Regions from separate parts of the Rattus norvegicus genome. Here regions 1 and 2 are each linked to region 3. A link is a contact called in public Hi-C and HiChIP or PLAC-seq data. All regions are on one chromosome and are shown on one strand. Each heading gives the region's core, a stretch centred on a gene start, on an enhancer-like site or on the middle of the called end of the contact. The rest is flanking DNA. Distances are from core to core; before and after follow the strand shown. Region 1 holds the start of Dll1 (delta like canonical Notch ligand 1). Region 2 holds the start of Tbp (TATA box binding protein). Region 3 holds the start of Ermard (ER membrane-associated RNA degradation).

Region 1 (3,523 bases), core at 322-2,821, 340 kb after region 3:
GTGGAGGGCTTCAATGATCAGAGAGAAGGTACCCTAGGAAAAAGGGAGAGGATGCTTGATAAACCAGAAGTATGGAGGGGGGGAGGGAGGAGGAGGAGTTGGAGGACTAGGAGGGGGAGGAGGAGGAGTTGGAGGAGAGGCATTAAAGGGAACCAAGTACAGAGGCTCTCAGATCTCTGGATTGTGCCAATGAAGGTCAACTCATATCAGTTTCCTTAATAGGAAAATTTTAAAGAGTGTTTTTCCCATGAGTGTGGGTTTTTTAAAAAATGTTAATACAGGATATTGTGGTGTTTTTTTTTTTTTTTAAGAGAGAGTACTGAAACCAACAAGGTGGGGTGCTAGAAGAGGGCAGCTGTCATTAGTTTTCTGGGGATAGAACCTCGAGGGTAGCGAGCAGTCGCAGCACTGGGAGCGACCCAACCCAGGCCTAGGAGCTAGGGAACAAGAACTCTCCCAACTTTGGGGGGGGTGGGGGAAGCATTCGACCCTTGAGGTTTGTGAGAAATGCCCCGGGCTTGCAAAAGCTTCTGGTGTCCCACATCCCCTCCTCAACTGCCGGCCAGTTCCCAGAAAGAAGTCAAGACCCCAGGCGTGGCTTTGTGGGATTTCCCAACCCTTATCAGTGGCCCGTGCCTCCCTCCCACTGCCAGCCACCAGCCCGCCACCCCTACCCGGCCAGGCCCAGCGGAGTGCGCGCAGGTGCCCACTCACTGGCCAGGTGAATCCGAAGGGGAATCGGATGGGGTTGCTGAAGGCGGGGTCGATGCCTGCGCCATCAGGCAGGCTGAAGGAGTCGACACCCAGCACTGGCGTGACCGCACTGCCGTAGGTGCAGGGTGGCTCCGGGGACACGCTGGCCTGGTAATGCTTGAGGCATACGCGAAAGAAGGTCCTGCAGGCGCACGGCGGGCCAGAGCCCCCGCGGCAGCAGTTGCGGTTCCCCAGCAGCCCCTTCTTGTTGACGAACTCCTGCAGCTTCAGCTCAAATACGCCAGAGCTCCAGACCTGCGCGGGGAAGGGGCGTGAGGACGCGCCGGCGGCGGAGGGACCCGGGGCGCGCGGGCCCTTGCTAGGACGCAGAGGCCGAGCGCACCTCAGCGCCCATCCGGAGCCGCCCGCTGCCGGGCAGCTCTCGGGGTCATCGCTGCGGGAGTCACTTGGGGATGGACAGCTGATCCGCTTGTCCGACTCCCCTCCCTCCACCGCGCAGCAGCCCCGCCCGGCCCCCTACCTGGCACAGCAGGGCTGAGACCACGGCAAGGGCTAGCGCGCTCCGACGGCCCATGGTACCGCTGGACGCCCTTGCTCTCCTAGAGTATCCTCTTTTCTTTCTTCTTCAAAGACCCAGGGATGCCCGGAAAGTCTATGTGACCCGAGGAGCACTGGTGGAAAGGCGCCTCTCGGCTCCAGGTGTGATATCGGGCCAGGTCGCTTCAGGAGGGTGCGGTGCTACAGCTATGTCCCTGACAAGAGCTCTGCGAGGCACTGAGAAAGGACAACTTTCGGTTTCCTCTTCTTCTGGCTTCCAGTCCACGGGTAAGTGAGGGTCGCCTGCTTTCTGGTTTTGTCTTAAGCTTCTTCGCGGAGGGAAAGAGGAGAAAGGAGAGAAGACACAGAGGGAAGAGAGCCCAGATGTTCAGCTTAATTCCCAAGAGAGCTTGCAGTGGCTTCCTTCGCAGGCCTATTAGAGAGCGGCTGTCTGGAAATCCCACCGGTGAGGCGATAATCCGGGGCCCCGAGGGGCACGGTGGGAACGGGCTGGAGGTGGTGGCAAGGACTGCGGCGCGCGCCCTGGTTTCCCGGCCGGGCGTCACTCGGCGGCGGCTGCCGCTCCCAGAGTGTTCTAGACCGGTATCTCTTCCACTATCGCAAAGCCTCGCGTCTTCCTCAAGAATTCAGCCAATGCCATGCGAGAACACACACACCCAGGACCGGAGGCCGAAGCGTGGGAGGCTCCGTGCCGCACCGGTGCTCTCCCGTGACCTGCCTTGGTCAGACAGGGTAACCGCGGGTGCACGCCGGAGGATCTGGCCGGGGCTGGCGCCTGCCACCCTTAAATCCCGCCGGCCGCTCGCATAACTAATGAGATGCAAATGAGCAGCCCCCCAATCTGGCGAGAGCTGTCACAAAGGAGCCACTTTTCCAAACCCTCCTCTCAATGGATCGCCAAATGGTCAGTGAGCTGTAAAATGTGCAACCCTCCTCCCCGCCCCCACCTCCCCGCCCCCTAGTCCTCTCTGCCTCCGCCCTCGCCCCTTCGCCTCCCTCCCCCAGCGCAAAACCCGCTCATTTACATTCCTGCAAAACGTTCGGGGAGACGAACCGCTCTGCTCCCGGAGCTGGAGCTGAGGCCGCGTCGCCCACCGCCCCACCGCCACAGGCCCGAAGACCCTAGGCACGCTGGGCGGCCTGCGCCTCCCACTCGCGGTCACCGTTAGACTCGCTCGCAGGACGCGGCCTCCGGACTCTGGCGTCTCCAACACTGGCAGCCAAGGCTCTCCTCGTTTGTTCAGTCCTGGGGACTGAGGAACCGGGGAGAGGTTAGAGGCCCGCGTCCCCGCTGCTGCCCCTCCTCCCTGGCAGGCTCTTTCTAAGGAGGAGTCTCCCGGAGGCGGCGGGGGGCGGGGTGCCCGGTAGGAAAGGGACCCCTGAAGAGGTGGGCAAAGGGTGGCGAGAACGCCGCGGCAGTTTTGGGAAGTTTGGGGGAGGTTAGGCACGCTTTATACCTCTGGTCGAGGGTGGCAACTGAGCCTTGAAGAGTGCCAATGGGCTCGCGACCCCGGCCGGGCACCCCCAGAGACCGCAGTGTCCCAGAGCCCTAGTGTCTCCGTGTTGTCCACGATCACTGGAAATGGGGAATTCGGCTCCGGGCAGTGTATTCCCTAAGCCAGCAGAGCCAAAAGCTAAGCGAACCCTTCCACAGTGTACACACCCTCTCCCCGGAGATTTTCAACCACCACAACCTTCACTGGGGTCCGGTCCCACTCTCCTGGGTACTCCCCTCAGGCCTCCCTCGGCTTGGTAAAAAGTGAGTTTGGTGTGTGTCGTTCGCGTGGCTGTCATTAAGGCAGTCTGTTATTGTGCGAAGCTGAATCAGTGGCTCTTTGTGCGCTCAGCTGTATGGTAATGCAGACAGCACCTGCTCTCCGCACAATGCGGAGAGAAAGAGCTCCCCCTCCGCGCACGCCGCGGCCTCTGCGACAATGTCCGGCACATGTTTGAAAGACTCCCCCCACCTCACCCCCCAACACATAACCTTTACACAACCGTCACCTTATTAGGTTTTTACACATCCATCAGACATTAGAACTTTTGTTTTCATTTTTTAAAGGGAAATGAGTTTATTGGGAGGGCCCAGGACGCACGTATCACAATGAATTACCTAAACTGCTCCCCTGGTTACAAGCTCCAGAGAAAAGTCAATGGAGGTATAGACTCTGACTTAGCACCTAGCTTTGGGTTGAGCATACAATTAGCTGTGTATTCCCATCTTTGGAGGGGCCTCCTTACTCCACCCCCC
Region 2 (3,817 bases), core at 252-2,751, 480 kb after region 3:
TAGCATCACCTAGGTAAAACCCATGGGCATGTCTATGCGGGTGTTTCAAGAAGGTTTAATAGAAGAGGAAAGACCCAACCAAAATATAAGCAGTACCACCTCATTGCCTGGATTTCCGGACTAAATAAAGAAGCGAACTAATATTTATCTAATTTATGCTTCCGATTTGTGGATGCAGTCCAGGTGTCATGCTCTCCCCTGGATTGTAGCCCCTCAAGCACTAAGCCAAAATAAATCTGCTTCCCATAAATTGTCTCTTGTCAGGCCTTTGTTAAGTTTTCTTAATTCCCCAGTCTTCTGTGGTTTCCTGTACTTCCAAGAGAAAATGTTTCCTTTAGGAGAAAATAGATACACAATACTATTGTACTTATTAGAGTCTATGCATATGGCAACCTATTCAACAGCTATACACAACACACAGATTCTCTTCTCTCTCTCTCTCTCTCTCTCTCTCTCTCTCTCTCTCTCTCTCTTTCTCTTTCTCTCTATCACACACACACACACACACACACACACACACACACACCGGGGGGGGGGGGAGTAAGCACAACAACACATGTATATGCCTAGGTGAACCATGGAAGGAAAAAATTAAGGTATGTTGGAATCAAATCAAGCATTAAGAACCAGTCTAAGAAACAGCTGACGTTTTCTTGTGACAGCAAGGACGAGAGCTGGTAGTAGCAGAGTTAAAATAGAAATGAGTCTGTGACTACAAAGCCGCTTGTTTTGCTGTTCCTCTTTGGACGCAAGTTGACATTTACTGAGAACATAATAAGAAGCGTCTGCTTGCCATTCACGTTATCCATCTCACAAATCTCTAAGAGGCAACTACTACTATCATTCAACTCTACAGAGCAAAGTGGAGGACCCAGTGAGCTTGCCAAGCGATCTCTTGAGTTCAAGACCAGCCTGTTCTACAAGAGTGAGTCCCAAGACAGCCAGAGCGACAAGGAGAAACTCTCAAAAAAACAAAAACAACACGTGGAAGATCGAGGATGTATACAGTTCAGTGGTAGAACGCTTGCTTGAGCCTGATCCCCATAGCCACATCCCCAATACTGTTCCCGCTACACACTCTACATCTCTCTTTGACAGCTAGAAAGGGCGGTCAGAGGCCTGGTCCCGAAAATGCTGGGACACCAACCCAACCCCTTTCTTTCACGAGTGTCTCACAGTTTAAGCACAACAAGCCGGGCTCCAGTCGAGAGCGCAACTGGCGGAAGTGACGGCATCAGATGTGCGTCAGGCGTTCGGTGGGGTCGAGTCCGGTAGCGGTGGCGGGTATCTGCTGGCGGTTTGGCTAGGTTTCTGCGGTCGCGTCATTTTCTCCGCAGTGCCCAGGTAACGGTTCTTTCATCCTTTTCTCTGCTTGGAGGCCTTAACAAAAGCGACTTCTGCAGCGGGTCCCTGGAGTTTGCCGGAGGAGACGCGGAATGGGCGCGCGGCCGGGCGGGGAACGGTCCTCCGCGCGGGCTGCGGCGGCTCCGGGAGTACCAGTCTCTGGACCACCGCCTCGGCGGGGTCATGAAATCCAGTGCCAAGTGTGAGCCTCTCCAAGGGGCTGGCACCGGACAGCTCGGCGCACCGTACATCTCAGCTGCTTCCCCCGGTGGAAGACAGTTTTACCCAGGCCTGCGGCTGCTCGTTTTGTCCCCAGTAAGAATAATTCTATTAGGAAGCGGTTCTTGAGACGGAGCATCTCGTCAGAAGCTCGAGATTCAAGCTCAGTCGAGCTTAACATAAAAACGCACGCTTCTTTATTTACACGCTGTCAGTCTTTAGGTTCGAGTTAACGTGGTTTTCCAAAACTCCGGGTAGGCTTTTCTGGGAAAAGATGCCGGACTGGGTGAAGCAGACGCTTGAAGACTGCAGAATTGGTTTCCCAAATATTCAGTTTGATGGCTCAGTTTCCAAAAGTTGAAAACAACCTAAAAATAAGTTTGTGCAGCGATTATTGCGGTTTTAAGATGCAGATGAGAAAAGGTAGTTTAATATCGTCTGCAGGTGTGAGATGACCTCAGCGAAGGATACTACACATTCCCCAGTCTTATATAAGCGAGCGTTCAGTAAACTTTGTTTGCAGAAAGTGATCTGGATAAATCTCTGGTTATACTTTGGACATTAAATCCAGCCTTTTTTTTTTTCCCCAACCAAAACAGTGATCTCTGAAATTGAATTTTCAGTCTTCAGTTTTCTCAGATTTATCCGCTCTTGGACCAAGAAGATATTCAAACTGCACCTTAACATCCTTTAACTGTTCCCATTGTCTGTGTAGTGACATCTTATACCCTGAATTATGCAACCCTATCTACAGCTAGCTGCTTTGTCATCTTTTGTAGTGACTTTACATTCTAAGCCTGTCACATACTACATGCAAGGCTTTGTCCCCCTTTCATGTCTGTGACTTGTACTGCGATAGTGCTGATTTGTGTGGTTTTGTTCCTCTTGCTAGACCTGTGTTAGATTGTCCCTGCTTTGTGAGAGCTCAGACCTCTGGAAAGGGTACTTCAATTCCGTCTTAACTTTTAAAAGATTTACATATATGACTGTTTTGCTTATATGTCTTTATGTGTATCACGTGCATGCCCGGGCCCATAGAAGACAAAAGAGAGCTTTGGATTCCCTGGGACTGGATTTATAGCTAGTTGTAAGTAGCTATGTGGGTACTAGGAATCAAAACTAGTCCTTCTGAAGAGCAGCAGTGCTCTTGACTGCAGAACATTCTGCCACCTCTTGACTCTAATCTGTACTCTTCCATAACATTCATTCACGGTCACAAATGCCGAGACCAGTCATAGGTAGGTGCAGGTGTCTTGAAGACACTAATGTTGGTTTCAGCTTTCCAATAGCTTGCCTTACTTCGTAAACGCCTGCAGTTTTAGTGTTTGCTAAGTATTTATAGTTGTCTCCGTATTGTTTTATACCGAACTGTTTGATAAGGACCGTATCCTCTTTATCTTTGTATCTGGAATGTTGATTCGTTCACTTCTTATGGCATCTCTGAGCAAGCCATTGGTCTATATGAACTGAGCTGATTTTTAAAAATAAAGTATCTTTAAGGAATTGAGGATGGGCGTTTGCCTGCCATTTAGGAGGCTCTGGATTCTATCACTACTGCCTTTACAAAGGAAAAGAGAGCACATTTCATAGTCTCCTAATCCATATTCATATTTCACATCCATGACCACTAAAGAGCTGATGATTTAAGAAACTCAGTTCCAGGCGTGGTTTGAATTAATGTGATCTAATGAGCTAATGTTTCATCTGTTGTTTAGTCTGCCTTTAATTAAAATTAGAACACACAAAAAATGATTACCTAAAGCATATTGTGTCCAGTTCAATATGATACTTTAAGCTTGAGGTATTGGGAATGGTATAAAACCAGAATTGACTTAATAGAGCTGTACAAACAGTGCCTAGTAAGTGTTCTTTTCTTACAGTACAGTTTGCTTACGAATTAGTTTTCCCTCGGCCTTTAGTTTGCCGAGGCCTTTGCTGGGGGTGGGGCATGAGGGTGAAGGTGGTACAAAGGGCTGGTCCCTGATGCTGGTTCTTAAAAGAGATGGCTCAGAGGTTACAAGCACTGCCTACTCCTCCAGAGAACCAGGTTGGAGCCATCTCTCACACCCTACAATTTGATCTTAATCTAAACATTTATTGTCTAAGTTCACAAAGAACACACAGGTTTCAAAGTTACAAATTGTATATCCAAAGACCCATGTTTATTTTAATATGATGCCATGGTGGCTCAGTTCCAGGGCATCTGACTCTCTCTTCTGGCCTCTGCAGACACCAAGGCATGAAAGTGATATAC
Region 3 (3,521 bases), core at 324-2,823:
ACTTGAAAGTTGAAAATAACTTTTGGTGTTACAGTTAGTAAACATGTGAGATTCTGTTTTAAGTTTTTCTTCCTGTTGGAAGCTTTTACCTTCAGAAGGCTAGATTTTAAGAAATACAGATATACAGATTATAGATCAATCAACTAAGATGCCTTGCTCCATGTACCCTTGCTTCTAGATTTTACTAAATGTGTATTTTCAGGTTGAATCTTGGCTCATTCAACTTTCAAAATAGGCAGCAGATTCATAGAATCACTCTTGTCTGTCTCAAAGTATAGAAATCTTTAATGTTCATAACCCAAACATTAATATAATTTTTGGCAACTAGACACAGCTCATTGTTCTGCTTTTTCCTAGGTGTGCTAACCCAACATGCTTACTTTTCTATTTGTTCTTTCCTCTGTAAAACACTAACACTAAAAAGACATTAAAACCTGAAGTGTTGCCATCACTCCGGGGCCATCTTGAAATAGTTCGGCTCCAAAAATTCGTGTTTTCTGCTCTATCTAGCTTCATCCTACTAATCACCCATGAGCCAGATGAAGTATGTATGAAAAGAAACCACCAGGTGTCCTCCGACACAGGGCCTAAGCTCAGCACTATTAGTTTTGCATCCTTGTGCAAAATGTTTTCCTTCATTGCCTCAATAGAAGATGGAGCCCTGATTGCACTAATGGCTTTGAAAGGACAATCACACAGAAATGCCAATGTTCTACTGGAATGACCTTTTTCACTGATATCAGAAAAATGACTAAATATCTTAATTTTTTTCCTCTTATATACTCTTCCAATAACAAACTAATATATTCTTTAAAACTAAAAACACTTCACTGATCAGCACATCAGTTAGGGGTGTGAGTGCATGTGTGTACACACATATGTATGGTATAAACTCACTAGAGGTTGGTAAATTATGTACCTACTAAAATTGCATTTATAAGGTGTAATACAACTACTGGATAATTCTGGACATTTGCAATGCTTCAAAGTATTGAGGATGCCTGTGTAAAAACGTTCTACTGGTTAACGTGTGGTTCTTTGGATTTAACAACAAAAATTCCTGAGGCTTCAACATCTAAACGACTTTGTTCCGCCTAAACTCGGTTTCGCGATGGTCAGAAAAACAGAAGGGCGGCCAGCCGTCCTGGGTTCCGGGTGCTGACAGGGAACGAGCTTCATCTAAAGGGTGGAAAGGCTGTCTTTGGCCTCCGGTCTTCACTCACTGACTCCTTCTCGAACATGCTAGGCCTCCTTTCTCTCTTAGACGACACCGGGGATTGATGCGTTTGGGTGGAGGGCGTCTTCGCCGTTCGGCCTCGCCGCTCCATCTTGATCGTTTCACCCGGACGCCTAGCCTCTCTCCTCCGGGTAGCCGTCCAACGCCCCGCCGAGCTGCCGCTGAGCACTAGTCTCGCGCTGGCGCCGTCGCGTCCCGGAAACCGGCGGGGAGAGGCGCAGTGTCATCAGTGAGCGCCGCATCCCGGAAGTTGGAGAAGAGCGAAGAGGAGCGAGTCATCAGAGAGCGCCGCATCCCGGAAACCGGGGAGGAGGGACGCGCGAGTCATCAGAAAGCGCCCCGACCTGAGCGGAAGCGATGGAGGTAGGGCGGGGCGCTGGGTCCTATCACTCACCTAGTGAGTTGTTCCAGTAACCCCTCCTCGCAGGCTTTGCAGGGGGATGCTGTCACGCGAGAGTGCGGGTGGGCTTACAAGCTACAGGGGAAGTCAATTTACAGAACACTGTGCTTAATGAGAGGAGGGAGGGTTTGTTGAAAAACGAAAAAGGTAAATCGCCTCAGGCCTGGCAGCCATCTCTCTACACCCTTAACTCGGTGCTTTTGGGTCGGAAGTTGTGTTTCATACCAACGTCAGGGATGCTAGGTTTTCTCTTCTTATATTCCGTGTAAAGTATCTCTGATTTTGATGACTGCGGTAAAAATGAAGGAATGCCGAAAGGAGTGACACATTGTTCAGAAAATCTACCGAGCATCGCGAACTCTAGAGTCAGCAAGTGTGATTAACGAAACGATAACAATTTCACAAGGAACATTTAAAACAGATACATACCCTTAGTGTCTAAGCACTGTTCTACACATAGAGCTATTATGTCCGGAAAGTATATTAACAGCTGCATACCTTAATTAAGTCTGTTCTTAATCCGATTTTCTTTCCACTTGAATGTAACAGTGCCTTTTATGTTTTATATTTCAGATTTTAACAGGGGATTCCATTACCACATGCCTTTCTCCTTTAGTGCATGACTTGATTTGTAACCTTGGGTTTGAACTCACTGAAATTTGTGATATCAATAGCATTGTAACCCAAAATGGTGAAGTACGCTGGAAAGCAATTACAGACCGTGTGAGCTATGCAGAATTAGGTTTGTATTCTCTTTGTACATCTAGCTTCAGTTAGTACTGTCCCATGAAAAATGTGTTGTCCAGTAAAACCCTAATTTGTTCTTCTTGAAGAGTGTTATAGTGTAGTTGTGAATCAGAGGAGAAATATACAAAAGTCAAAAGATGCTTAGTTAAAGGGATAATGTAACCAGAAGGGTCAAGGAGGCAGCGTCTAAGAGATACTAGTATAGGACTTAGATCCACTAGTCACTAGCTATATATACAGCATGGATTCTCTGGATAAAAGACAAGATAGAATGGAGTAGCACCTCTAATCATGTTACACAGAACAGCACTTAATTGACAATATGAGTTATTTCTCAAATTCCAGATTTTTGTAGTTGGTCAAGAGCAACTAAACCAACAGCTACACGTTCTGTAAAACCTTTTACAGTTCATGTCTAATGAACTGTATGTCTATTTACCATATGCCCAGTTATAAACTGCTTGATTTTGTGGACATTCTGTATTAAAGGTTTCTCTGACTTAGATGATTTTCATCCCTGGACATAGAGCTAAAACATTTTCTCCTCCTATAAGGGCACAGTCTGGACTACAGGCAAAGTGTGCAGCGCTTGGGTCCTGTGTGTGAGGCCATCCATCTACACATCTCATCTCTGAGCAGAGCACAGTTTGAAACTCAGTATTCACCATGGTACCAGTGGACAACTTCTCCAGAGGTTTGACATTTGCATCTCTTTAGAAATGAAAGACTTTGCAAATTGGAAATCCTCATTACTTGCCAAGTTAAGGGTGTCTTTTTCCATCTTTGACCTACTGTCACAAGGAAGCAGGTAGATACACGTAGTTACTATCACAAAAGTTGTATTTTATTATGTTGAGGTTCATCACATAATGTTCATACTCTTATTCCTAACTACAGCCCTAAGCCTATCTCCCTAACTATGTGACACATCTTGGCTGAAGGTCAGGTCAGACTGTCTTGAGGGTCAGGATCCTGGGGAGACTCTCCAGCTGAAGGGCAGATCATAGTGTTGTCTCTCCAGATGTGCAGAGCAGAGCATTGCTCTTAGTCTCTGTTTATATACTGTCCAGAGGTCGCCCGCCGTGGGGTTCTAGGACTGTGTCTGTTATCTTGAGTGGATGATGCCTGGTTATCCAA

Evidence for each region. Hi-C and Micro-C count contacts between places; a contact is called where the count stands out from the background. HiChIP or PLAC-seq counts read pairs in DNA pulled down with a chosen protein or histone mark.
Region 1: an H3K27ac HiChIP or PLAC-seq map of oligodendrocytes shows a contact between it and region 3, with 10 times the contacts expected there. The contact joins the promoter of Dll1 here to the promoter of Ermard in region 3. A contact is called at or near these places in 1 of 12 Hi-C or Micro-C datasets (liver) and 1 of 1 datasets of contacts at active chromatin or transcription factors (oligodendrocytes).
Region 2: a Hi-C map of liver shows a contact between it and region 3, with 5 times the contacts expected there. The contact joins the promoter of Tbp here to the promoter of Ermard in region 3. A contact is called at or near these places in 6 of 12 Hi-C or Micro-C datasets (frontal cortex, kidney, liver and 2 more) and 1 of 1 datasets of contacts at active chromatin or transcription factors (oligodendrocytes).

Annotation. Positions count from the first base shown.
Region 1 is chr1:64,991,703-64,995,225 of GRCr8, forward strand. It overlaps Dll1 (delta like canonical Notch ligand 1), which reads right to left and starts at 1,572. Exons shown (of 11, transcript NM_032063.3): 1 at 1,235-1,572; 2 at 715-1,008; 3 at 1-33. The coding sequence starts at 1,288. It also overlaps a transcript of Fam120b not described here.
Region 2 is chr1:65,135,207-65,139,023 of GRCr8, forward strand. Tbp (TATA box binding protein) reads left to right here and starts at 1,502. Exons shown (of 8, transcript NM_001004198.1): 1 at 1,502-1,659. It also overlaps a transcript of Psmb1 not described here.
Region 3 is chr1:64,654,956-64,658,476 of GRCr8, forward strand. Ermard (ER membrane-associated RNA degradation) reads left to right here and starts at 1,574. Exons shown (of 18, transcript NM_001419620.1): 1 at 1,574-1,600; 2 at 2,211-2,379; 3 at 2,939-3,078. The coding sequence starts at 1,595. Dynlt2 (dynein light chain Tctex-type 2) reads right to left here and starts at 1,413. Exons shown (of 4, transcript NM_001412559.1): 1 at 1,224-1,413. The coding sequence starts at 1,328.